3 separate regions of the Mus musculus genome follow, and regions 2 and 3 are each linked to region 1. A link is a contact called in public HiChIP or PLAC-seq and promoter capture Hi-C data. All regions are on one chromosome and are shown on one strand. Each heading gives the region's core, a stretch centred on a gene start, on an enhancer-like site or on the middle of the called end of the contact. The rest is flanking DNA. Distances are from core to core; before and after follow the strand shown.

Evidence for each region. Promoter capture Hi-C pulls out the DNA fragments that hold promoters and counts their contacts. HiChIP or PLAC-seq counts read pairs in DNA pulled down with a chosen protein or histone mark.
Region 2: a promoter capture Hi-C map of embryonic stem cells shows a contact between it and region 1, with 5 times the contacts expected there. The contact joins the promoter of 5830428M24Rik here to the promoter of Sos2 in region 1. A contact is called at or near these places in 7 of 39 promoter capture datasets (the 3T3-L1 cell line, 3T3-L1-derived adipocytes, embryonic stem cells and 3 more), 3 of 484 Hi-C or Micro-C datasets (Sertoli cells, embryonic stem cells and extraembryonic endoderm stem cells), 2 of 115 datasets of contacts at active chromatin or transcription factors (pancreatic cancer cells and stem cell-derived neural progenitor cells) and 1 of 9 other capture datasets (macrophages).
Region 3: a contact with region 1 is called in a FOXA1 HiChIP or PLAC-seq map of pancreatic cancer cells. The contact joins the enhancer-like site here to the promoter of Sos2 in region 1. A contact is called at or near these places in 3 of 39 promoter capture datasets (embryonic stem cells, liver and macrophages), 5 of 115 datasets of contacts at active chromatin or transcription factors (CD8 T cells, effector CD8 T cells, embryonic stem cells and 2 more) and 2 of 9 other capture datasets (embryonic stem cells and liver).

The regions. Positions count from the first base shown.
Region 1 is chr12:69,679,875-69,684,844 of GRCm38.p6, reverse strand. Sos2 (SOS Ras/Rho guanine nucleotide exchange factor 2) reads left to right here and starts at 2,993. Exons shown (of 23, transcript NM_001135559.1): 1 at 2,993-3,330. The coding sequence starts at 3,244.
Region 2 is chr12:69,472,926-69,477,895 of GRCm38.p6, reverse strand. 5830428M24Rik (RIKEN cDNA 5830428M24 gene) reads left to right here and starts at 2,346. Exons shown (of 5, transcript NR_038060.1): 1 at 2,346-2,408; 2 at 3,353-3,400.
Region 3 is chr12:69,536,132-69,541,101 of GRCm38.p6, reverse strand. No RefSeq gene overlaps it. Among named protein-coding and RNA genes, the nearest start is that of Gm46353, 12 kb to the left of the region's middle. Within about 2 kb of position 2,876, at least 346 of the 459 cell types and tissues checked have an H3K27ac peak or open chromatin away from gene starts, as enhancers often do. A contact at or near this core is called in CD8 T cells, effector CD8 T cells, liver and 3 more, where this site is marked.

The DNA.
Region 1 (4,970 bases), core at 1,744-4,243:
GGTTCACAACCATCTTTAACTCCAGTTGCAGGGAATTCAAAGTCCTCTTGAGACCCTATGGACACCAGGCTAGCTCATGGTACAAATGCATGTTTGCAGGCAAGACACTCATATCCATAAAATAAAAATAAATCTTTAAAATAGATAACTATTACTTTATTGACTTCTCATCGTTTATTAAAACAATACTGTATTCCTAACATTAAATAAAATGGTGTGTGTGTGCATGTGTGTGTGCGTGTATGTGAGGGGGGATGCAATAATGCTGCAGTGGATAACTCTGTCCCTTAGTGATTTCATTCACAAGCAAGTATGTCTCCAGGACATATTTCTGGAATTTGCTATATTTGTGTACCTTTGAAACTTTGAGAGATGTCATGTAGTTTGCCCTTATTAGACATTAAAACAGCGAGTTTCTGTTTTCTCATATCTTCACTATTATAGTATATAATTAAGCTCTCTGATTTAATAGGTGCAAAATGGTACCAGTGTAAGTTTGTATTTCTCTTAATATGAATGAAGTTTAGTGTTTATTTTTAAGAGATACCCATTCTCTTTATGTGTGTGTGTGTGAGATAGCTTTTTCAGTCTTTTTCCTCTCATTCCCCCCCCCCCCTTTGAGGTTTAATTCTACTAATTTGCAGGGAAGTTAGCTCAAAAAATGAATTGCTGTAGTTGTGTGTGTGTGTTTCTAGCTTGTCATTGCCTTTTAGCTTGACTTGTGGGTTTTCCCCCCAGGCATTAAAAAAATCTATGTCAGTCTAGATTTTTGTGATATATATAAAAGTCATCTTATTTTTTTTTTTTTATTCTGAGGTCATTTGGAATCCCTTTTTTATACATGTAAACCTTTGACCTATTGGCATTTCTGCCTGAGTATGAGATATGGATTCAACAGTTTCTGTTTGTCTTTAGATGGTCACTTGTCTGGCTGGGAAAACTCTCTGGTGTCATTCTTGGACCCTTTGCACCATGTGGATCCGTTTCTGTTTGCCTAGCCCAGAGATCACAGGGCCGATGCCTGTAGAGGCTAGGCAGGTTACGTAAAAGGGGAACGGTGCCAGATCGGGAGGACAGCCAACTGGAAATGGGTGGCACACTTCTATAAAGAGGACGGCCTCTGCACTGCCTGCTCGTTTCTTTGCATAGATGCAGTAGGCCACGTTGTTGCCAGATCTTTGTCAAGAGAAGCTGGAAATAGACAAGAAAAAAAAAAAGCTATCGACTTTAAAATGGTAATACCAATTAAAAATTCTTAATACTTGGCGAAACAAATACATCTTCAGGCCAGATTAAGCTCAGGGGAGCCTTCCAATAGCCTTTGCCAAGAATAAAACTTCCCACCAATGACTTTCCTATGAGAAAATACAATTGCAGTCTGATAATTTGACAGCTTCGTGTTTTATAGCTAGGGTCTAGGAACTTTAGGAAAAATAAGCTTTCTCTATAAACCAGAGTGTATTTAGTACATGGGACTATGAACATGGCCATTTATTAGAAGACAACTTTAGAACTTTTATTAGAAACAACTTTAGTGTTATTATGTAGGCACACGCGTGTGCGAGGACACACATATGCCACATTTCAGATGTAGACAGGTCAGGGAACAACCTTGCGAAGCCGGTTCTTTCCTTCACGTGGGTTCCAGGGGTGGAACGCAGGTTGTCAGCCTTGGGAAGCGAAGCAGGTACCTTTTCCTCGACAGCCCCAGAGGACTTTTTTTTTTTTAAACACTGTGGATACTTAGATTAAAAAAGAAACCAAAAACAAAACAAAACGGAAACCTCCGATCTCTTTAAGTATTTAGTTGCCATTTTTACTTTATGAAGTCAAAATGGTGTTGTGTTTGGGGGAGAACAATGTTCACCCACTGATTCTGGAGCTGAAATTACTACACAAGTTATCTTTTCCAGTCTGTTCTTCTGTTCCCTTCCTCACTTCGGTGGCTGGCAGCATGACTGTTTACAGCCCGTTGGGAGCAATCTGTTCAGCGATTTTAGTGGGATGAAATTTGGGTTAGTGAAAAAGTTTCCAAAGTACATGCCCCTTCAACTTAAAAAAGCATAGGGACAGAGGATTTTTAGGTTTTTTTTTTTTAATGCTAATTAGTGTGACTGTATCGCAGGATCCAGGTTCTGTAGAACCTTAAGTGGAAAGGATTTGAACATGATTAACCTAAGAACAATATCTGAAAGTTTTTGGATACTTTTTTTTTTTTTTTTTTTTTGATCCATAGGGACTCTAGGTGAAAGACCTCGAACTGAAGTCATCTGGCCCTTCAACGTGCGCTAAGAGCTTCCCATGACCCTACAATGTGACTTTATGAATAGCCACTATCACCTAAATATACAAAGGAGCCACACAGAGCACACGTTAAATAAATATCCTATCAGCCCAAATGTCCTTTTCTCCCCACATCTGTGTTCTGCCTCCCAGAGCTGCAGTCACGGGCTCGGGGGTCCCCTAGGGCTGTACCGAATCAGGATTGTCTGCCAGGACTCGGAACGCTGCCGAGTTCGTCTGGAAGAGCCACCCCGCCCCGTGCACGTTCCCAGGAGAGACCGATTACCCTCCCGGCCCCGGGGCCCCGCACCAGACGCCTCGGCCCGCTCGGCGGCGCGCATGCTCCGTGCTGGTCTTCTCCAGAGACTCGGGAGAGCGAGCGCGGGGCCGAGCCGAGCCGAGCCGCCGCTGCAGGCACCGGGCGCTCGGCGGCGGCCGGCGGGGCTGGAGGGGCGGCGGCGGCGGCGGCGGCCAGTGCCGTGCACGCCGGACACGCGCGCCCGCTCGGCCCCGAGGGCCCTCTGGAGGTGACTCGGGCGGACCCGGCGGTGGCGGCGGCGGCGGCGGCGGCGGTAGCGGCGGCTGCGCGGAGGGCGGGGGAGGCGATGAGGACGCTGCGGGCCGCCGCTGTCTGCCCGCCGCGGCCGTAGCGGGAGTCGGGGCGGGGGCGAGGCCGGCGGTGCCCCGCGCTGCGCACCCAGACAAAGGAGGAGGAGCCTCGGGCCAGCGGGCCGGCGCCGCGGGGACAGCAGGACGCCTCGGGCCGCCGCGCTTCCTCGGGGCTGCGGGGCCGCCAAGCCTCGGCGAACGCCCGCCCGCCGGCGCCGCCCCCGAGCGCTCGGCCGGAGCTGCGGCCCGGGCGGGAGGCGGCGGCCGGGGCGAGGCGAGGCGAGGCGGCCGGCGCCCTGCCTGTCAGGCCACCGGCCCGGCCTCCGATGCGGAGGCGCTGCGGCCGGGGCCATGCAGCAGGCGCCGCAGCCCTACGAGTTCTTCAGCGAAGAAAACAGCCCGAAATGGCGGGGACTATTGGTCCCGGCCCTGCGGAAGGTCAGTGCTGGGGCCGAGGGAGGTGCCGCGGGGCGACGGGCTGGGGGGCCGGGCCCGGAGCTCGCACAACTTGTAACGGGGAGAGCGAGGAGCGGGGAGCACGGCTCGCGCCCGCCCCGCGTGCCGCGGCCGAGCCTTCTCTGGCCGGGCTGCGGGCGCTCCTAATTGCCTGTTGCATCCCGAAGGACGTTTTCTCAACTTTCTTTTTTGGCCTGGTCCCGGAAGGAAGGTTTTGTTATGATCATAAAACTGGATTTCATCTTACAGTCATTTCGTCAGGCAACTTCCGCCGTTGACCAATGCGTTGTCCTCAGGCTGGATTCTGGCAACACAGAGTCCCACTGGTTTTTTTCGTTTCTAAAACAAATGCGCAATTTTGGACCGAGAGGCTACTTTGAATTAAGTTCTTGGGGCTGGGGGTGCTCGCCTCGGGCGGCTTGCTTGCTACGCTCGCCCATTCGCCTGTTGAGGCTGTGCTGTTTTCGCTAATATGGATGTGTGTTTCCCATGTGTGAAGTGTCAGTGAGTCATAGTATTCGTTCTCCAGCTCTTGGGGTGAATCTAAAGCGCCTCCCCACTTCCTGCAGAAGTCTTACCTGAATACAAAGATTGCCTCACAAAATGTGGTCAGTTTCTTCACAGCGACGAGGACTTGCAATAACCACTTTTAAGGGACAGTTGCGGGGGCGGGCGGGGGGGGGGAGGTGGCTCGTTGCTAATCAATCTTTGGAGATTAGATACATTGCTAGGGTGCGTGTCTCCGATTGGTTGGTGCTAGTCTTATATGAAGTTAGGTAATTATGCCATTCTCTTTGTTGCTCTGGGCCAGCAAGAGACTCGTTAGGGAAGGTGATTTGCGGTCCAACAACACAAGCTTGATGGCTTGAATTTCATTCCTGGAATCCACGTAAAGGTGATAGGGGAGAACTGACTCCACAAAGCTGTCCTGGCCTTCATGCAGGCCCTCACCACACACACACACACACACACACACACACACACACACACACACACATGCCACTAACACATATATCACACACACACACTTTAATAAGAAACCTCCACTAGGTAAAATACCACAATTGAGGGAGAATGTAAGATGTAAGGAGTAAAAGTACCTTTTGGGTTCCTGAGTTCATGTGCAGAACCCAGGGGGGAAGGAGAGAACTGACTCCCTACACACACTCGTACACACTCACAGACAGACAGACGGACAGACAGACAGACTCACACTAACAACAACAACTGCACTTGAAAAAGAATTCATCATACATGTCTAGGAGTGGAAAGACAAGTCCACTTTAATGGTAAAAACATTTCCTTGTATTCTTCAGAATTTCAAATTTTCCATTGTCATAATTCTCATAAGGAGGTGATTACTGGTTTCCTTGGGGGCACACACCAAATCATGTCTTTAAAAAGAACTCTGTGGAAATGGAAAGCACATTGAATAGTGATAATTCTGTTTTGAATCAAACGCAAAGGGGAAATACGTGGATAGTAATTAACCCTTCTACCTCCCAGAATGGCAATGGGTGTATCGGCTTGACCCTTGTTGGCATGTGATGCAAGTATATACACATTCGTAATTTTGATAGCAAAAGGTGGCTTAGACTCTACATAATCCTTGGTGCATAAAT
Region 2 (4,970 bases), core at 1,097-3,596, 210 kb after region 1:
GTAGTTATAAATGTTTAGCCTCTAATTCATGAGACATGGCAATTTAAAGCTACCTTCTACAGAAGAGCTGGACAATTCTCAAATGGCCCTGATGGACAGTAATGTTTAATACTGAAAAGGTTTTTTTGCAGTTCCCCTAAAGTTTTTATAATTCCTGGGCCTTTTTGTTTTGGTTGTTGGTTTGTTTTTGAGACAGTGATTCTGTGTATAGTTCAATGTAGCCTTGAACTCAAGACCTACCTTCTTTGGCTTCCTACATGCTGGAATTATAGGTATGTGCCACCGGAACCAGCTATAACTTTAATACTGGGGAAAACCCACAAACTTGTTTCAGTGGGTACATTTAAAGGGAAAACCATGGTGATGATGGGAAGCCACTTGTCCAAACAACAGGAGTAGCAGGAGTAGCAGGAGTAGCGGGTCTCTCTATCTGGCCTGACAACTGACCAGGATTTAGGATTTAGGACTATAATCTGTTCTCTCATTGTTGAAGATCTAGGACTGTAAAATCGAGGACTACTGAGCACTACAATTGGAAGGACATTGCCCTTAAGGTCATTTTCAATTTGTTTGTTTGCTTGCTGGCTGGCTGGCTTGTATTTTAAGACAGGATTTCTTTGTGTAGCCCTGGCTGTCCTGAAACTCGATCTGTAGACCAAGGAAGTCTTCAACTCACAGAGATCTACCCACCTCTGCCTCCCTAATGCTGGCATTAAAAGCGTGTGCCACCACTGCCCAGCCATTTTCAAAAAAATTAAAAAGGGCTTCGCTCCCCTTGCCCCACACATCCTGCTAAGGAAGCAAGCAAAGAGAGCAGGCATCCAAACAATCCATGAGCCAACATCCCTGGGCTGCCCTCCCCACTGAGCTCCGTGGCGACTTCCCCTGTTGAATGCAGGAACCAATTTGCAGGCCTTCAGAGTGTGCGCCTCCCCAGCGTCCTGCTCCAGGATGCAAAGCCAGACTGCACCTGCGCCCCACGGGGACCGGCAGCTGCTGGGCGATCCTGACTGCCCCGCTGCATCAGGGCTCCTGGCCGGCAGCGGAGCTTCACGGGCTCCTGGCCTGAGGTCCACCCCAGCCCCAGCCACTGCCCCAGGCCGCTGCCCCGGGAGCCACCCCTTGTTTTCATAAAACACACGCTGCCTCTTTGGTCACATTTGCCAGTTCCCATGGGCGTTTTCTGTTTTGAGCCAACAAGGGATGCAGAATTAAGTGACTCTGAGCTGCAAATTCGGTTCATTGGGGGCCTCCCCGCTGCTGTAGCCTTATTCTGGAGAGGTGCCTTGGCGAGGTACCATGTAAACGTTTCTCTAAGGCTAGAGCCTGTGTTCTTCCTTTCCATTCTGAGAAGCTAAAGCTGTTTAAAACAACAACAACCACAACAACAAACAAACAAACAAACAAAAACAAAACAAACAAACAAACCCAGTAGCTTCCCCAGCACTCCCAAGGGACCAGTTGAACCACACCCCCCTTTTTCTCCTCTAAAATAGATGAAGCCACAAACCGAAGCCCTCTGGTTGCTTCTGCCAACTCCAAATGTGCCCAGACCCACAAAAACCAAAAGTGGACTCTCTCCAGGAACTGGGGGTGGGGGATGGAGGTGGAGGAAAAACAGGGAGGGACTCAACAGTCCACGCCTGCATCTAACAAAAAGCAAGAAAGGCGGACAGCAAGGGGTATCTGACCCACAAAGAGCTTCAAAACGCTGTACCAAGTACATATCCAATCCCACTCACCAATGGACCAGAGAATGAACTGGCACTTAAAAACGACTGCTAGATAATTTCCTAAAATACAGTCCAAAAGACATTAACTAGGCCTTTGAGGTTATAAATAGGTATTAAATGAAAAGAGTCGTGGTCAGAATCGTGCTGGGTTTAGGAAAAGGTGGGTTCTATAGGAGAACAGGATTTGCAATAGGACTTCTTAGACCCTTAATATATAAGTATGTTTTAAGTCACCAAAAAATGGGTTAGAGTATGTAGTTTCCTGAGTTTAATTGACCTTGGGTTTCTTTGTCGTTGATGGGTTTTTTGGGGGGAGTGGGTGGGGTTCCTGTTAGATGGACCTCACCTTGGGCGACTTAAGTATACTGTGTCCTCTGGAGCACTCTTGGTTGTTTAATTGGTTGATTAGGGGTTTGTTGGGGTTTTGTTTTGTTTCAGAACAGGCTCTCCCTATTGAGCCCAAGCTGTCCCTAGTTCGGTCTCCAAGGTGCATCCAGTCCCAGTTTGCTCTTACATTTTACTGAACTGAAACCTTAAGAACTCAGGCAAACATTATGTGAACGCAACAGGAAGTTGGCTGTAGATACAGGAAGCCGCTGCTAAGGTGGCCTCAGAGAGGAACCGGTGTGGTGAACTCCTGGCATGCGCAGGTGACAAGAGGTTCCGCAGGGTAAGGTAAAAACCCAACAGCCTGGCCGGGGCCTTTGGCTTGCACTGCTCACGGAACCAAAAACAGCCTAGGTGGCTGAGAGATGTGTGTGTGTGTGTGTGTGTGTGTGTGTGTGTGTGTGTGTGTGTGTGTGAAATTATTCAGATACTGACAGATGGACTGGTGGTCTCCTCTCTGCTGGCCTGGCACCCTCGACGTGGAAAGTCCCGCCTCGGGAGCTGGGTCACGGGCAGCTACAGTGAAGTACTGGAAATAAAAGCCCCAGACAGCTATAATAGCAGTGAGTCACAGCAAACCAGGAGCCATCAGGTGCTCAGGAGGGACACTGAAGCCAGGAGGCTGAGCTGAGCTAGCAGAGCTAGCCAGGAGCAGGACACCCCTGTGGCGAGAAGCACAAAGAGTGGAGTGTTCCAGTCAGAAATATCAGGTTTCTCAACGTGGAAGCTGGGGCTGGGCACACGAACTCAGGCTTTGCTCCAAGGTCGGCGGAGGGAGGGGGCACAAAACCCTGCCTAGTTCTACCCTGGAGGGTGCCAAGCCAACACCCTCATTCCTCTCAGGGCACTGGCAGGGACTGCAGGGGCCATGAGGACCCTGTTGCTTCCTGAGTAAAACTGGGTGACAATCCAGTGGCCATCAGGGTCCCAGCCCCCCCTCCCCCCATCCCACCCCATTCTACCCCCTTTCGGAGCTTAAACCTCTGGGCTCTGCCTTCAGAGGCTCTGTGCTCTGAAGCCCCTCCCTGAGCCGTTTATAAACTGTTGGCTCTTAAAACATTTTCTAGCTTAGCTGGACGAGCTAGTGCCTGAGGTCCTGCCCTTGAGACCACAGTTCCAAAGACAGAAAAGATGGGGGTCCCTAACCCCGAGTTATTCAGATCTGGTAGCCTTGGAGAATCCTATCTCGAGGCTGCTACACTTGGGTAATTTTTTTTTCCTCTCTCTCACAGGTCACAGGCTTATTAAACTTGGATGACAGTAAACCGATGACTAACTGGGTAATTAAAACCACGAGCCTAGGCTCTCTGGGGGCCTGTTCTCTAGGCCAGTGCCCCTCATCTTCCCCTCAGCAGAACGGCCTTTGTGGATTTGAAACCCTCCATGGCGACCCCACCTCCTCTCAAGGCTGTTCCTCTTGTTTGTCCGAAGCTTCATCCCATCTCCCTCCCCGTTCTGTAAGGATGGAGGAAATCGAACCCTTTAGCTGAAGCCCAGCCCATACTCCCTCCTGCTTGACTAAAGTTACTAAGCCCTTCCTGCCAGGAGGCGCTTAGCTCTTTCTGTTCCATGGAACTTTGGCTTCAAGCGCCCAGAGCCTCCCAGTTCCTCATGAGAGTGAGTTGGGAACTTCAAAGTGACAAGCCCCAGCTGAGAAACCCCTGAGTTGCTTCAAAGACTGTCTTTTCCAGCCTGAATCTTCTGGGGGAGTGTGTGTGTGTGTGTGGGGGGGGGGTGTTTCTCCCTCGCCTCTGAAAGCACATAAGCAGTGAAGTTTACAATGACTTCTACGTTCCTACCTTTAATTTAGGCTCCGGGCCTCCATGGGAATGAATGTGCAGTGGGAGTCCCCACCTGCCTTGGGCATGCTCTGTGATGTCTCTCCCCTGCCATGCCTCACGTTCTGGCTTTCTCCTTTCTGTCCAGATTATCCGGTCCATTGAGGGTGGAGAAGGGGCTATACTTGGGACGGGGATGGCACTGTGGTTGCAATATGCCCACAACATTCATGTCCTGGGAACTTAATGCCTAGTGCAACAGCGTCCAGGCAGCCATTAGAGCTGAAACCTGAGGCTGAAGCGGAAAGATTCTGAGTTCAAGGCCAGGCAGAGTGACATAATAAGTCTGAGGCCAGTCTTGGCTACAGAGTAAGACTCTCTCTCTCAAAAAAAAAAAAAAAAAAAAAAAAAAAAAACAGACAAAAGAAGGAGGTGTTAAAAAGGACGTTAACAAGGGACTTCACGAGAACCTTTAACAGACAATTCCCGTGATCACTGCTGCGTTAGGTCTGCTCTCTTGTTCCATGAGGACTTGAGATGTGTGATGATGCAGCAGAAGGCCCTAAAGGGCTGCAGCCTACGCAACCTGTACATCTCAGTACAGTCCAGGAGACAAATGGATTCTTAAAATGTGTGTGTGTGTGTGTGTGTGTGCGTGTGTGTATGCGTGAACGTGCGCGCGCGTGTGTGCGTGCATGTGCATGTGTGTGTGTGTGCAAGTGCGCGTGTGCGCGCGCGTGCGTGTGTGTGTGTGTGTGTGTGTGTGTGTGTGTGTGTGTGTGTGTGTGTGCATGTCATCTATATGTGGGTGCATATGAGGAAGTTTGGGGACAACTTTGCGGAATCAGTTCTCTCTCCCTTTCCATCCTTAAGTAGGTTCTGGGAATCCTGCCAAGTGATTTTGGTTCTTTATAAATAGCCCAGTCTGTGATATTGTGTTATTGCAGCACAAAAGGGAGCAGGACTAGTGGACTATATGATTCCATATACTATCTAGATAGATATTCACAAACTAGAATAGGTTTGTGAGTTTTAGATTTAAAAAAAAAAATGGTCAGGAAGATGGCTTAGT
Region 3 (4,970 bases), core at 1,627-4,126, 140 kb after region 1:
AGTTTTCACAGTTCTGGAGCCTGGTACAGGTTCGGTATCTACCAAGGACCTGTTCCTGGTACAGAGGTGGCAATTTCTCTGTCTCCTTGTGCTATGAGATCGGCCAGGCAGATGGTTCAGGAAGCTCTTTTATAAGGGCACTAATCCTATTCCTGGGAGCCCCACCCTTGGACCTAACCATACCTCACTGGCCTCTCCTAAGACCATCACATTGAAGAGTCAAGATTTCAGCTTCTAAAAGGAGGGTGTGAACATTCCGTGTCTGACTTTGTCGGGTACTCAGAACAGGCTTGTTAGGGACAGAAGGGACACTAACTCAGCCCCACCCCAGCTCCCGTTCTTCTGGATTGGAGCCTCTACCACAGGTGCAAGGAGAGCTTCCTGTTGACAATAGGGGACATTTGGAGCCTGGTCAAAAGTGCAATTTAAGCTACACAGGGATGCAAGGTGCACATTTTGTTACCCCTGTCCCAGTTATAACACCACGGGCAGCTCTCCTAGCCAAGCCTTAACTGAGAGCGAAAAGCACGCACTCAGATTGTGTGCTCCTTACGTTCACCTCTTCACGTCTATGTTGTCCGATTACTGATTCATAGATCTGCCATAATTATCATCACTCTACGGTTACTCTGTACATTTCTTGTCAGGCTTTTACCATGTGACATTGCAGCAGCCTCAGATACTTGATGTTAATCATATCTATTGATGGACTCTCTGAGAGGCTCACACCAGGGTGACATTTTCTCCCCCCGCCCCCCTGAGAGACAGGGTTTCTCTGAGTAGCCCTGGCTGTCCTGGCACTCACTTTGTAGACCAGGCTGGCCTCGAACTCAGAAATCCGCCTGCCTCTGCCTCCCAAGTGCTGGGATTAAAGGCATGGGCCACCACCACCTGACCAGGGTGACATTTTCTAACATGCTCTTCTCAGAACATATCCCTGCTGCAGAGTGACTCCTGCCTGTGTACAAGCAGAGCGTAGGCAGCCTGCTCTTCTGCTCTTCAGCTCTTTAGAACTGTTTCTGAGCCGGTCACACAGCGTTGCCCTTACGGAGGTTTTGTTGTGTATCTGGTTAAGCAAATCCCCTCTCCACTTTCCATTTTAAACGTTATCCATTTATAGAGTTCCTCACAAAGAAAGCCAGCCAGCACATTGATTGGCTTTGTCTTCAGTGTATAGTTGAATCATTAATGTAATTAGATCCTTACACAGTTATCCAATACAAGACATCCTTTATTAAGATGCTCACTCCAAAGCATAGAATGTGCTCTCTTGTGTGCAGATAATTTTATGCGGCCTTATTGGAACTTTAAAATGCTTATAGACTTTTTGTGTGTTCCTGGTTAATAAACTCCTACGTATCTGGTAATTCATGCCTTTGTTATGAATAGTATCTTCGAAGTGGTACTTTCTAGCAGCGACTGTGGGTGGAGACAGCTGCTACTGAGTTTTGCAGGTTGATCCTGCGTCTGACACAGTTGCTGAACCTTGGCAGCTCTCACTTGTTTGAAACATCCTTCTTCTCCGTTGATGAATGTTTTGTCTTTATGCGCTGTAAGTATGGCCCTCCCCCCAGCCTCTGTTGTGGTTGGTGGTGGGAGCTCAGGGAAGTGTGACTCATTGGGAGGTGGAAAATCTCTAGGCCTCTGGATGCTGAGATATGGGTTCCATGTGGCTTTTGGAGACTTACTGTCAGGCCAGCAAATGCAGAGATGGAGAAAAAGGGGGTGTAAAGGCCTGTGAACGGAAAGAGGCAGAGAAACAGAGAGAGGAAGAAGCCAGAAGAAAGAGAACGGAATAGGAGGCTTGGTCAGTGGTCAGCCTGGGGACTTGAGAGGCAGCAGATGGTAAAAGAGCCTGAGATTCCAGAGAATGGACCAGACCACCCCGGTCCAGGAATGCCATCCAAAGAAGTCCTTGGGCCATTGCACCTCTAGTGTAAGACATGGAGGAACCCTGGCACACGACACCATCTTGGGTTCTGACTGTTGCACACCCAGAGCTAAGAGAGGCCCAGCTCCATCAGAAACCACCACACTATTGGGACTGTGACCCAAAATGTCTCAAGCCAAGGAACATCTCCAAATCTAAACCTTCTTTGCTTCAGAGCCTCAGAAGTCAGGGCTAAGCCAGTACCGGCTCCCAAGAAAAGTTGGTTGAGAGCCTTAGCCCACCTATTGGTCATCTTGCTTTATGAGAAACTACAGCTACGAAGTAAGCTGGCTCTGGTTGGGAAGACTCCATGCCCCCCATGAAGAACAACAAATGGGGCTACCTCTGCCCTGTAGTGTCTGGGGACACTGGGGACAGGAGTTAGTTTACTAGCCCTGATGAGAGAGCCTGATTTCAGAGGCTAGCTTAGTGGCTGTGAAATGGGGAAGTGAACAGGGCTTTGTTCTCTCTTGTGGCTCTGCCCAGGGTTGAAACAGGAGCAAAACATTTGGCTGAGCTTTGCTGGATTCAGCTCATTCCCTCTTCTCCCCTCCTTTGCCTCTTAATTGTTTTTAACAATTTCTGCACATAGGCAATGGAGCCTGGAACCTTCTGGGAGAACCTGCCCTTTTTATGCAGACAGGGACGAGCAGAGACGCTTGGGCAGGTCTGTTCTTGCTGCAGGAAGCAAAAGATGCCTTCAGACCATACTCTGTGCCAGGGCCTGGGGGTCTCCCAAGAAGCTGGGCCTCACAGTGTCTGTAAGAAGCCCTTGAAGAGGCCAGACCCTCCTCGGGAATATGTAAGAGCCGGGTGTGGCTGGCCAGTGGAAAGATTAGAGAGCTACCCAGTCCAGTTAAGTCCCTTGAGCTTGTCAAGTGGAGACCGGACCCAGATTCCCCCAAAGCCAGCGGTTGAGAGAGAGCCTCCTGTGAGCCTGTTTCCTGTTATGACCTGTCTCTACACGCCGCGGAGTAACTGCGAAACAACTGCAGTGACTAAGCTTTATAAATAGGACATTGAGAGTTAAAAAGTACAGGAAATTCCCAGAGTCTCCCGTGGAGTCTTATTTTAGATGTGCAGCTCATAGAGAAGCCAGGGTCTCTCATTCCGCACCCGCAGCGCCTCTGCCCTGCCTGATCGGAGGGGAACTGGAGTGGAGGGGTCTTTCTGGGTCCCTGCTCAGGGACCCGCCCAGCACTTCTCTCTTGCCTTACTAACTTTCTCTTACTGGCTCCCAGGAAGGAAGCACGTTTGTAATTAGCACTTTGTGGATTCACACCCATGCCTGACTCACTCCTGATCAAGAGATTAATCACACACTCAGTTCCCGCTGAACGCGAAATGAGCATGTAACCCGACCATGAGAGATAAAGCGAGCCCTCTGAGTGGGAGCAAGGTGCCCTGGACTTTTGGTCATCTTTCCTCTCCTCCATCATTGGTGACATTTTTTTTTTGGTGGAAAATCCAGTTTGGGATTAGTTGCTCAGTGGTTCCTGCTGCCGCAGGGGTTGGCTGTAGCAGGGACAGAAAGAGCTAGTGGCAGCAAGGAGTTGCAGGCTCTGAAGCTGAAGGGCTCAGCTACTCGGGTTTCAGATCGAAAGGCTGTTCAAATATTTGCCCAACAACTCCCAGTGTGCTTTGGAACAAGCCACAGGAGGAGCCCTCGCTGAGTCACGGGAAGTGCAGGCATTCTACAGAAATGTGGATGCAGGCAGGTTTACTAACTCTGGCTTCTCCGCATTGCATTCATAATTAGCCAGGCTGTCTCTCACCAGTGGCCTGGTGACACCGGAGGACTCTGCTGCTAGGCAGCTCAATGTGGTGGCACCTTCTACAGTTTTTGCCAGGAACCTTGGGAGGCACACTCGGTCTTCCTCCAGTAGCTGAGTCTGCCCACGGTTTTCTGACCGGCAGAATTGTATCCTCGGCGACCAGTGTCAGCGACCAGTGTGATCTTTCTTCTACAATTATGTCCCCAAAGATTCTAAATTCACCAAGTTCAAAACAAACACCCACACTGGCTGGGTTGCCTTTCCCATCAATGAATGGCCTCACCTCCTCCTACTCGCTCTGTTTGAAAACGGTGCATCCACGAATCTGCAGCTCCTGACCACCTGGCCCTCCCTGGCTAAAACTGCCTCTCCCTGCTGTTGTCCTGGGTTACAGGAGGCTCCCAAATCCCTCTTTACCTTCTGAAAGGCATAGTTATACCATAGCTTGACCTCCACCCCCCATCCCTTTCTGATTCTAGGGTAAACACAGGACCTCATTTGAGTTCATCAGAGCCCTTCCCTGGGATTTTGTTTTCCAAGTGCCAGCAGGGTTAGGCACTCCTATCTTCTATAAATGCCAGCTGGAAGACTAGAAATTCAGGGTAGCTTTGGCCAAGTACCACGTGCTGTGTAGAAAAATCACTTGCAGCAGAGAGGGAGGTCGTGCTGAGATCGCTGCATGCATCTCATTGTGTTATCGTTGTACCACGTGGCACAACCTGCATTTATTTTTCCTCATGATTAAAATCATAACAAATTGTGTGTGTATAACACACACACACACACACACAGAGTCTCTCATTATATCCCAGGTTAGTTTTGAACTTGGGTTCCTGCTGCCCAAGGAACTGTTTTCACTTCTCAAGTACAGGGATTACAGGAGTCTCCCTGCTGTGCATAAATGACAGGGTCCTTTCATACTGGACACTAAACAAGCCAGCGTTTGCTCCAGGAGACACAGTCTCCATGTTCCATAGATACTCTCAGGACGAGAACCCATTATAAAAGCACATGGGCTTTTTGCTCATAAGACCCCACTGGTGTGAGACCCATGGAGACCCATGTCCTAAGGGACACTATTAAGTTATCCGCCCACATCACAATCTCACTGTGGGGGTTGCCCTGCTGTGGCTAGTTGACTGCAGTCCCTTCACCTTTGGTGGTAGACCCCACCCCCACCCCCATTGATGAATATGTGCTTCTCAGGTGCAGACAGGTCCGAATTTCTGTCTTCCCACATAGTGAGGTGTGCCTGTGTGATTCAG